Linked DNA regions of Mus musculus: regions 1 and 2 are each linked to region 3. A link is a contact called in public HiChIP or PLAC-seq and Micro-C data. All regions are on one chromosome and are shown on one strand. The core of a region is the stretch at or near the end of the contact, and the rest is flanking DNA. Distances in the headings are between cores, read along the strand shown.

Region 1 (2,700 bases), core at 197-2,696, 1.1 Mb after region 3:
CATGCGAATGCATGTGTGTGAGTATATGTGTGTATATATATGGGCATGTGTGTGTATGTGTGTGTGTGTAGGTGTGTGTGGGTGGGGGGGGGAGTAGATGTGTACATGTGCATATGCCAGGGGCCCTGGATCATTAGAAGAAGGAAATGAGATTCCCTGGAACTGGAGTTTCAGAAGACTGTGAATGTTAGGAATTGAATCTGTTAGAAACAAATGCTCTGAGCCACTGAGCCATCTCTAGTTAGTAAGATTTTAGAATGGAGATTATTGGCATCAGGAGAGTAAAAGAATTCTAGCTTTTAATCTGTTCATCTAATCTTTTAATCTCTTCACTATTGCTAAAGCAGAATGCCCCAAACTGGATACTTTATAAAGAAAACAGGTTTGTTCTAGTCCTGGGTCCTGGAAGCTCTTAACCTCTGAGCCATTTCCCCAGATCCTGTCAAACATAAAGTATTTTTCAAAAAAGAAAATGTTTGACAGATATGGAGGCTCACACACACCTTTGATTCCAGCACTCAGGAAGAGGCAGAAGCTGATAGAAGCTGTCAGTTCAAAGCCAGTAAATTCCAAACTAGCCATAGCTTTATAGTGATGCTTACACACACACACACACACACACACACACACACACACACACACACACACACACATACACACACGTTTTCTGTCTACTGGTAAAACACTGTCTGAAATGTGCTTAAGATCCTTGGGAAGCAAGGAGGTGTTAGCCACTTACTGTTAACCACTCCTGGAATTGCTGAGATGTGGTTTCTTCTCCTCTACCTACAAACGGGAAGTTTTCACAATAAAAATGTTGTGTAGTGGTGCATACCTTTAATCTCAGCACTCAAGGGGCAGAGGCAGGTGGAGATCTGTGATTTCGAGGCCAGCCTGGTCTACAAAGAAGAGTTCCAAGACAGCCAGGCTGTTACCCAGAGAAACCCTGTGTGAATGGGTATTGAGGGGTGGGGATGTTGTATTGCATGAATAAAATAACCTAGGGAGATATACTAAGGCCTGGAAAATAATTTGGTCTCATTTGAGACTTGCCAGGTTTTATAAAGTGGATTCTAAAATATAAAGAAAGCCAAAAAGTGAGGTTAAGGGCGCAGGACTCTTGGGAAGTGACTCAGCAGTACAGCCAGGCTGCCTTCCCCCTAAACAAACGAGAGGATTCTGGAAACCACTTCAATAAGCAAGCATTGGCACAGATACTAGAGCAATGACTCAGGACTTCCTGAGGCTGGCCGCCCAGCTACCCCTCTCTCCCATCGATGCCAAAACCCAAAGATTTCAGCTTGTCTCCCACGCTGGCACACTCTGTAGTGTCAGGAGAGTTTTCCCTTTAGGACCTCTGCAGCATTGGCTCTTCCAAAACTTTCTGGGAGGGTGGAGACTTAGAAGCACAGACAAGCCCCGCCCTGTAGCCTCGGGCAATTTATTCTCTGCAAGGACTGGCGCTGCTAGGGACCTGCTAGGGACCTCGGAGTCATGGACCCCATTCAGCTGCTCTTCTACGTGAATGGCCAGAAGGTGAGAGCCCGCGGGTAGGCAGACTCCTGCACCACCCCGGACCCCAGTTCTGGGCCCTATCCCAGCCTGCGCCCTGCTTTCGCTGAAACCTTAGCATGGGGTCTCATTGGGTCCTCAGCATAGGAATCTGCATTATAAAACTCAAAGGAGATCAGATTATTTTTCAGACCTTTCGCATCACGACCAGCGCATGGAAGACTAAGAATTTCAGAATGTCTGAATCCCAGGGCCTCTCCCTTCCGGACGGGGAGCATCCAGACCTTCCCTCCCTTAAAGCCTCCGGCTGATAAGATCTTCCAGCACAATTAAATAAGTAGCCTCAAGTCTCTGCTTGTCTGGGTGAGCAATACCCAGCTTTAACAGGGCCACAGAGGTGCACTGGTTCTAGCTACTCTGTGATTTTTCAACTTGGTGAAGCCAAAGCAAGTTCCTGGCACAGCACAGCTTGCCAGAATCAGGGGCTCCTGCCGAGTGTGGCATTTTGTTTTATTTGTGTGTGTGCCTTGGCTCTGAAGACTTTTATGGCGGCTCCAGGCAAATCCTGTTGCTTGGGGACAGCAAAGCCTCTGGGCATCGTTTAAAGCAGCCGTCTGGGCAGTGGCCCAGCTCATCTGGAGTGTTCTCTGTGTAAACTGATAGCACTTTGAGTGGGGGGTGGAGAGCTGCTGTCCACAATGTCAGTTCCGCCCTTTGGATCCCGCTGTGTTCCCTGTGTCTGGCTAGGGACAGCCAGAGCCCTTGTTCTAGCTGGCACTGGCTGACCAACTGGAAGCCAAGGAAGGTTTAGCGCCAACCAGACCTTTCCTGTGTGAGGACTCTTCGGAGGCTATGAAGTTGAGTCACACTGCTGTAGTTTTGTAATGTGTTTTCTTCCTTGAAGAACAGGGTCTCCCAAATCATAGAAGCCCCCATTTAAAAAAAAAAAAAACCTTTATGAGTCCCTGCTTCATGGCCCTGAAGCGGGATAGATGGATCCTTAAATAGATGAAACCCATTAGCTGTCCCCCCATCTCCCCACAGGACTACCATGAAGGTGAACTAGAATAATGGGTGAAATGGCTGCCCTGTTCCTTCCGTTTCCTTTTGCATAACAGAAAAAGCTGGAGTGTATTCTGTCCTTACTAAACGAACGGAATCCATTGCCGCTCACTGGAGCCTCACTGC
Region 2 (2,892 bases), core at 364-2,863, 1.6 Mb before region 3:
CATTTGGGTAAGGACCGAAGTATCAGTAACATTCTAGAACCCATTTTATGGTTAGAGGCAACAAGGCTCTGACAGAGGTAACATCAAGTTCCTTCGAGGTTAGCACTGAATTTGAGGAGAGGGAACCTCCCACTGTCAACCATTTGAAAGCATGGAGCTAGGAGGCTGCCTGCTCCAGGATCCTTAGTCTGGACCCTCTGCTTCCCCGTAAAGCTCGACCACCAACGAGTTTCTTAAGATGCTCTTCCAAGGTAACATGGCCCTAGTGCCGTCTCCTCTGAGGCTTAACCTCGACCTCGAGATGGATCATCTTTGCAAAGACAAAGGAAGAGGTGGGCTAACCGTCGCAGTCACCGCCTCGGTGCTCCTTCCCCTCGGAGGCCAGCAGGCTGAGGCGATGGGGCAAATGGCCGGATTGACAACGTCCTCGGGTTCTCTCGGGTCATCGTGGACCGGGACACCGACACGAGGGTCTCCCCCCTCCCCACCAAAGTGCGGGAGGGAAAAGAAGGCCAGCCAGCGAGAAATTTTGTCAGGCAAACCCGCCAGCAGCGGTGGCGGGAACCCTCAACGGCACCTACCACGCGCTGGCCGCCTCGTGCAAGGCGGGGCCGCGGCCTTGCGTGGGCGCATGCTGATTGGCTGGCGGCCGGGCACGGGGCGGGGCGCGGCACGTTACCAGGCTGCACTGGGAGGGCGGGGGCGGTGGGGGCCCCTAGGCCCCAGCCGGGCCCAGGCCTGACAGGGCAGCGCGCGTAGCTCAGGCCTTCCCGGGCTCAGGCCTTGCCCCGGGTCGGGGCGTCGACGACGGCCGCGCAACTCGTGCCCGCGAGAACGTGTCCTGAAAAGGGCGAGCCGTCGAGGGCGCCGCCGTCCGGGCGGGAACACTTGAGGGCGGCCGCTCGCTAGGCATGTTTGGCCGATGGCCGTTTCCCCCGAGCTGCCCGTCCGCCCCACCGAGGGCCAGCGCCGCCTCCCCCACCCCCAGCGCCCCTTCTCACACAGCCCGAGGGGCCGCTCTCCTCAGCGGGGCTGCCCGCTGCCCTCCCGCGGCGCGTTCCTTCCCAACCCCACAGCAAGGCTTTCGACTCCAAAGTCCACTCTTTCCAGCCCGTCCGAAGCCGGGCCGCGCAGAGTCCGGCCGGCCCTCAGCACTCACCGCCCGGGACTCGGTCTCCATCTTTCTAATCTCCGGAGTTCGCGGGAAGCTCAAGTTGGAAGGCGCGTTCGCAGGAAGCGAGCCGGCGCGTCTCCCGTCGGGGACTCGCTCCCCCTGGCGGCGACGGCGGCGGCTGCAGTGGCGCAGTCTCCGAGCCGGGCGAGCTGCCCTGTGGGGGCGGGGGAGGCGGGCTGCGCGGCGGCGGTGGCGGTGGCGCTGTGCGCAAGTCCCGGGGCCGCCGGGGCGGCGGCACGGACGGCGCGCACCGCGACTGCCAGCGGCGGCAGGACGGACGGCTGGACGGACGGACGCGAGCACTGCGAGCGGAGGGGAACGCGCCGCGGAAGGCAAGAGCGGCGAGCCTTCCCTGCCCTGGAGGGCCGACCTCTAGGGTCTACTACAGAGAGTGGCCTCTGGGGACTTCCGAAAGCTGGCTCGAAGACAGGAAGACAAGTTCCCACGTGCAAACTCTGCTCCCCCTTCCGGGCGCCACACACAGAAGCAGCGGACGCCTCTGCTCTCAGCACCTGTCGCTGTCGCTGTCACTCATCCCTGCCAGGGAGGGCGGGGCAGCGCAGTTCAGGCCCCTGGTAGGCTAGCTGCCCTGCGCTCCTGGCTAATAATGCATATTTCATCTCAGCACTTGGGAGGCAGAGTAGGAGGATTTCTGAGTTCAGGGTCAGCTTGGTCTATATACCGAGTTCAAGGATAGTTAGTTTAAGGGCTACACAGTGAGACCTTGTCTCCCTCCCTCCCTCCCTCCCTCCCTCCCTCCCTCCCTCCCTCCCTCTCTCCCTCCCACCCCCACTCTCCCATAAAAGAACAAACAAGCAAATAAAATAAAAGTAGGAGAGAGCCTAAGGGAAGGGAACCAGCTTCATTAGACTTGGCCCCATAGCTTTGGGAACTCCGTTCAAAGACTCCTTTGCAAGGACTTTTTAAAAAGTGCCTGAGAGCCTACCTTCTCTCTTAAGTAGTATGTAATTTCTGTTAGATAAATTCATGTAATAAGGACTGTCATTATTATAAGCAACTATCCATCATACACATATCTTGTTTCCGGTGCAGTGCTTTATGGTCATTTCTACTGTAAATAGGTGGCTAAATACTTGGGTCAAAGTCTAAAGCTGTAGCTTTAACCCTAGCGCTCTGCAACCCCGATTCTTCATCTCAATGGGCTGGCTTTTAAGGGCTTTAAGCCATCAGATCAGTATCAGCAACTGTAAAAAGTTACATAACTTGTCCTCAGAGTAAGCAGCAACAATATTAATGTTAATATGTCCAAAGGTTAGTTATCAAGAATAAATATCCAAAAGCTTAGTTATTTACCAAAAATAAGATGGGAAACAATTTTTGTTAATTGTAGAAGCATCCTAGCAGTTGGAATACTTTTCTGCATACAATTTAAACTCATTTTCTCAGGTTTGAGTTTCTGTGGAAAAGGAATAATACACAGATGTGTATTCAGATTTAAGTACATATTCTAGAATTGATTTTTGGGCATTCTATCCCTCCAGTTGTAACTAAGGATTTGATTATTATTTGATTAGTGCTCTTTTCTTCTGAAGTCTTTTTCTTTCCTACTAGAATAGTTACTTTTGAAGGGAGCATCTTCTAAAAAGGCCACTTGTCACAGGAAATACTTGGTCTGACATAATGAACAAACTTGAGGGAACAGTGACTGTGTTAGGGAAGATAGCTACACTCCTCAGTTCAGCTCCTCTTTTACTTCT
Region 3 (2,996 bases), core at 193-2,692:
GGGTCCCGGGAAAGCAAGTCCCAACCAAACAAACACTGGAGGTCCCAAAGCTGCCCAGAACTTGAGGTACTAAGACCTGCTCTGTCTCAGGTCCCAAGAGTTAGCCCTCAGTTGTGTGGACAGAGTCGGACCTCGAAGCCTTTAAGCAGTACCCCATTCATTGCGGGCAGCGCTGGCATTATCCTCTCTTTGATAAAGAGCCACCACCACCATAAGCCCCACTTGGGGTGTCAGGGTTTTGAAAGGAGCGTACTTATGGGCGAGAGGTCCCACCAGGCCAGGGAGGGAGCAAGGACTTACACGGGTCCTTAAGCAAATTAATTGCTTGATAAATGCGCTGTGGATGGCCAAGCTGGATCAATGGATCCATGGAATCCCCACCTTTTACCTTTATGGACCAAGTACACTTGTGTACACAAACACACACCTTTGCACACAAAAAAATTAACTATAATTTCACGTGAGCGAGCATCCCAAAACACTCTGAGATTTGGAAAGGCTACCCTCCATCCCAGGATCACAATTATTATTTGGGAGCATTCTTATCTTCATCGTATCCTGGATGTGGTTGTTGTTTTTTAAGCCATTAAGCGTACAACATAAGAGAAAGAAATCTTGATTCTTAGGTACAGGAGCAGGCTTCATTAATCCTAATTTCTAAATCTGGAAAGTTTTTCTCGAGGTCCCTAGGCGAGCAGTGCTCCATACTCTTCAATTTTGGAGGAGTGACCCGGAAGAAGGGAAAACACCTGATGAAACGGCGCCCACATTGTCACTGAAACCCATGAAAGGAACCCCTAATACACCAGGGGCTCTGAGAATCCTCTAAGAGCGCTTTGGACGCGGGAGAAGCCTAGTCGCCACGAGTCCAGACGAGGTGGTGGTGGGGGACAGAGAGGAGTTAAGAAGAATGCGAAAGATGTAGGGAGTGCTCGGAGGGGTTGCCAGTGAAGGCTCCACCGCACTTCCCGGCTTCGCCTAAGCGCGCGTGAGAGCCAGAGCCCCAGAACAGCCGGGGAACTTAGCGCGCCCAGGGCTTCCCGAACTACAGGCGCCGCGTGGGAGCCCTCGCCCAGCGTACTTACTGCTCACGGTCTGTCTGAAACTTGGCTGGCTGGGGCTCTGTCCATGGAGCAAAAGTAGAGAATCCAGGGTGGAAAGTTTTTGGTGAATTGTAGTGTTGTCCTAGTCTTCCTTTCTCTTTCCTCCTTCCCCTTTCCTTTTCCTCTTCCCCGGTCCTAGCGTTTAAGGTCCTGGGTCAGGGTGTCTTCTTCTGGTTCGGAGATGGTTGTTATGATGATGGGGGCGGGGGGCAGTGAGGGAGGAGGAGGAGAGGGAAAGGAGGACTCCTCCAAAGGGGCACCAGAGCGAGCGGGGGAGGGGACGGCGGAGGAGGGGGGGGGGAGAGGGGGCTGAAAGAGCCTTTCACACCTTCGGGTAGAAGACCGGTTCTGGAGAGAAAGGGCTGAGGACTGGGAGGCTGCGGCGGCTGCTGGCTCCTACAGCCGCTAGCTCCAGAGGAGGCGCGGCCAGAGTCGCGGGGACGTTGCCACCAAGAGCGGGGAAGGTGCGGAGACCCCGGACCGCGCGCAAGAGAAAACGCGGCGGCCGCACAAGCTGTCACCTCCAACCTCTCCCCTCGCGGCTGCCTCTGCCAGAAGCCAGAGCCGGACTCACTGACAAGCCGCAGAGAGAAAGACACTGAGAGGGAGATGATTATTAGTTGCGTTGAGTCATCAGGCAAAGTGAGTCCTTTTGGGTTGTCCTCGGTTTCCGATTTCTCCCCCTCCCCCTTTCGGTCCCCAGATCTAGCGCCTTCAAAATAATAATTTGGGGTGGGGGTAGGGGATGTCTCTGGGTTATTTCGGGATGGGAATGGGGGGGACGGATCTAAACCCAAGCCAGACTGGTCCACCGCAATGAAGGAGGGGAGTGGGGGGCGGGGAGGAGGGCTGGGGAGGTTGCGGGGGGAGGGGGGCCCCGCCTGGCAGGAAATTAAACATCAATCAATCAATCGCTGTGAGCACGGCGACCCAAGGAGCCGGGCTGCGGAGGAGGCACAGGGATAGGCGAGGGGGTGGGAGTCAGGGAAAAAGGAGGAAGGGGGGAGTCGGAGGTGGGAGCGGGGTGGCAAGGACCTCATGCACCGGGCGACGAAGGACGGATGGCTGAGGACTGAGTGTGGCGCGAGGCGGTGGCCACGGCCGACGAATGGGTGCGTCTAAGCGCTGACGAACGCCAGGGCCCAGGGTCTGGTCCTCCTCCTTGTAGCAAGTCCAGGGCGCAGCCGCCTCGCCCAGCCCCTAGGCGCACTCGTCCCGGCGCGCAGGCTGCGGCGACTAGGCGGGCGCTCCGTGTCGCGGCTCGCCGCAGAGGCGCAGGCTGGCGCTCGGGAGGCGGCAGAGGCTGCCTCGTCTCCGGGCTCTGTTAATTGCGCCGCCGAGTACTTTCGACTTTGGAGATAGGAGGGCGATCGCCTCCCCCACCCACCGCCTCCGCCCACCACCCACCGCCTCCGCCCCTCGGAGCAACTTTTCTCGGTGCGAGCGAGCTCCCCATCTGCTCGGAGCCGACCGGCCCGGCCCGAAGCGCTCCCGGCCGCGTTTGGGGAAGGCCACTTCTCCCTCAAATCCCGTGCGGCCGCGGGTCCGGAACAATAGCCCGGGTGTCCCGAACGCCTGGAGCGAGACTCCGCCCGTCCGGCTGGCTGTGGGTCCGGCACTGGAGAAAGGGTTGCTCCGTGGGCACAAGGCAGGCTGCATCCCTGCCACTCTCGCCACGCGGGCTACGTTGCGAGCGGCGCAGCCCGAGCTGCCCGGAGGCCAGAACACTGTGCCGGCCGGGGCGCTGAAGCTGCGCGCCCCTCGGGTTGCAGCACTGGGGCTCCCGAAGACCCTCAGCGGCTGAGGACCGAGTTCGGCGCGAGCAGAGCTGAGCCGTGGGGACCTAGCCTCTCCGCCCCGAGCGAGGCCGCGCCGATGAGTCCCTAGCTGGTC

The links. Hi-C and Micro-C count contacts between places; a contact is called where the count stands out from the background. HiChIP or PLAC-seq counts read pairs in DNA pulled down with a chosen protein or histone mark.
Region 1: an H3K4me3 HiChIP or PLAC-seq map of embryonic stem cells shows a contact between it and region 3, with 4 times the contacts expected there. The contact joins the promoter of Aox1 here to the promoter of 9130024F11Rik in region 3. A contact is called at or near these places in 1 of 39 promoter capture datasets (liver) and 1 of 115 datasets of contacts at active chromatin or transcription factors (embryonic stem cells).
Region 2: a contact with region 3 is called in a Micro-C map of embryonic stem cells, with 3 times the contacts expected there. The contact joins the promoter of Boll here to the promoter of 9130024F11Rik in region 3. A contact is called at or near these places in 4 of 39 promoter capture datasets (the 3T3-L1 cell line, embryonic stem cells, hippocampal neurons and 1 more), 2 of 484 Hi-C or Micro-C datasets (both in embryonic stem cells), 2 of 115 datasets of contacts at active chromatin or transcription factors (astrocytes and embryonic stem cells) and 1 of 9 other capture datasets (macrophages).

The regions. Positions count from the first base shown.
Region 1 is chr1:58,028,523-58,031,222 of GRCm38.p6, forward strand. Aox1 (aldehyde oxidase 1) reads left to right here and starts at 1,447. Exons shown (of 35, transcript NM_009676.2): 1 at 1,447-1,536. The coding sequence starts at 1,495.
Region 2 is chr1:55,362,140-55,365,031 of GRCm38.p6, forward strand. It overlaps Boll (boule homolog, RNA binding protein), which reads right to left and starts at 1,614. Exons shown (of 11, transcript NM_001368767.1): 1 at 1,160-1,614. The coding sequence starts at 1,180.
Region 3 is chr1:56,970,027-56,973,022 of GRCm38.p6, forward strand. 9130024F11Rik (RIKEN cDNA 9130024F11 gene) reads left to right here and starts at 1,443. Exons shown (of 2, transcript NR_024326.1): 1 at 1,443-1,745. It overlaps Satb2 (special AT-rich sequence binding protein 2), which reads right to left and starts at 1,308. Exons shown (of 11, transcript NM_139146.2): 1 at 1,086-1,308.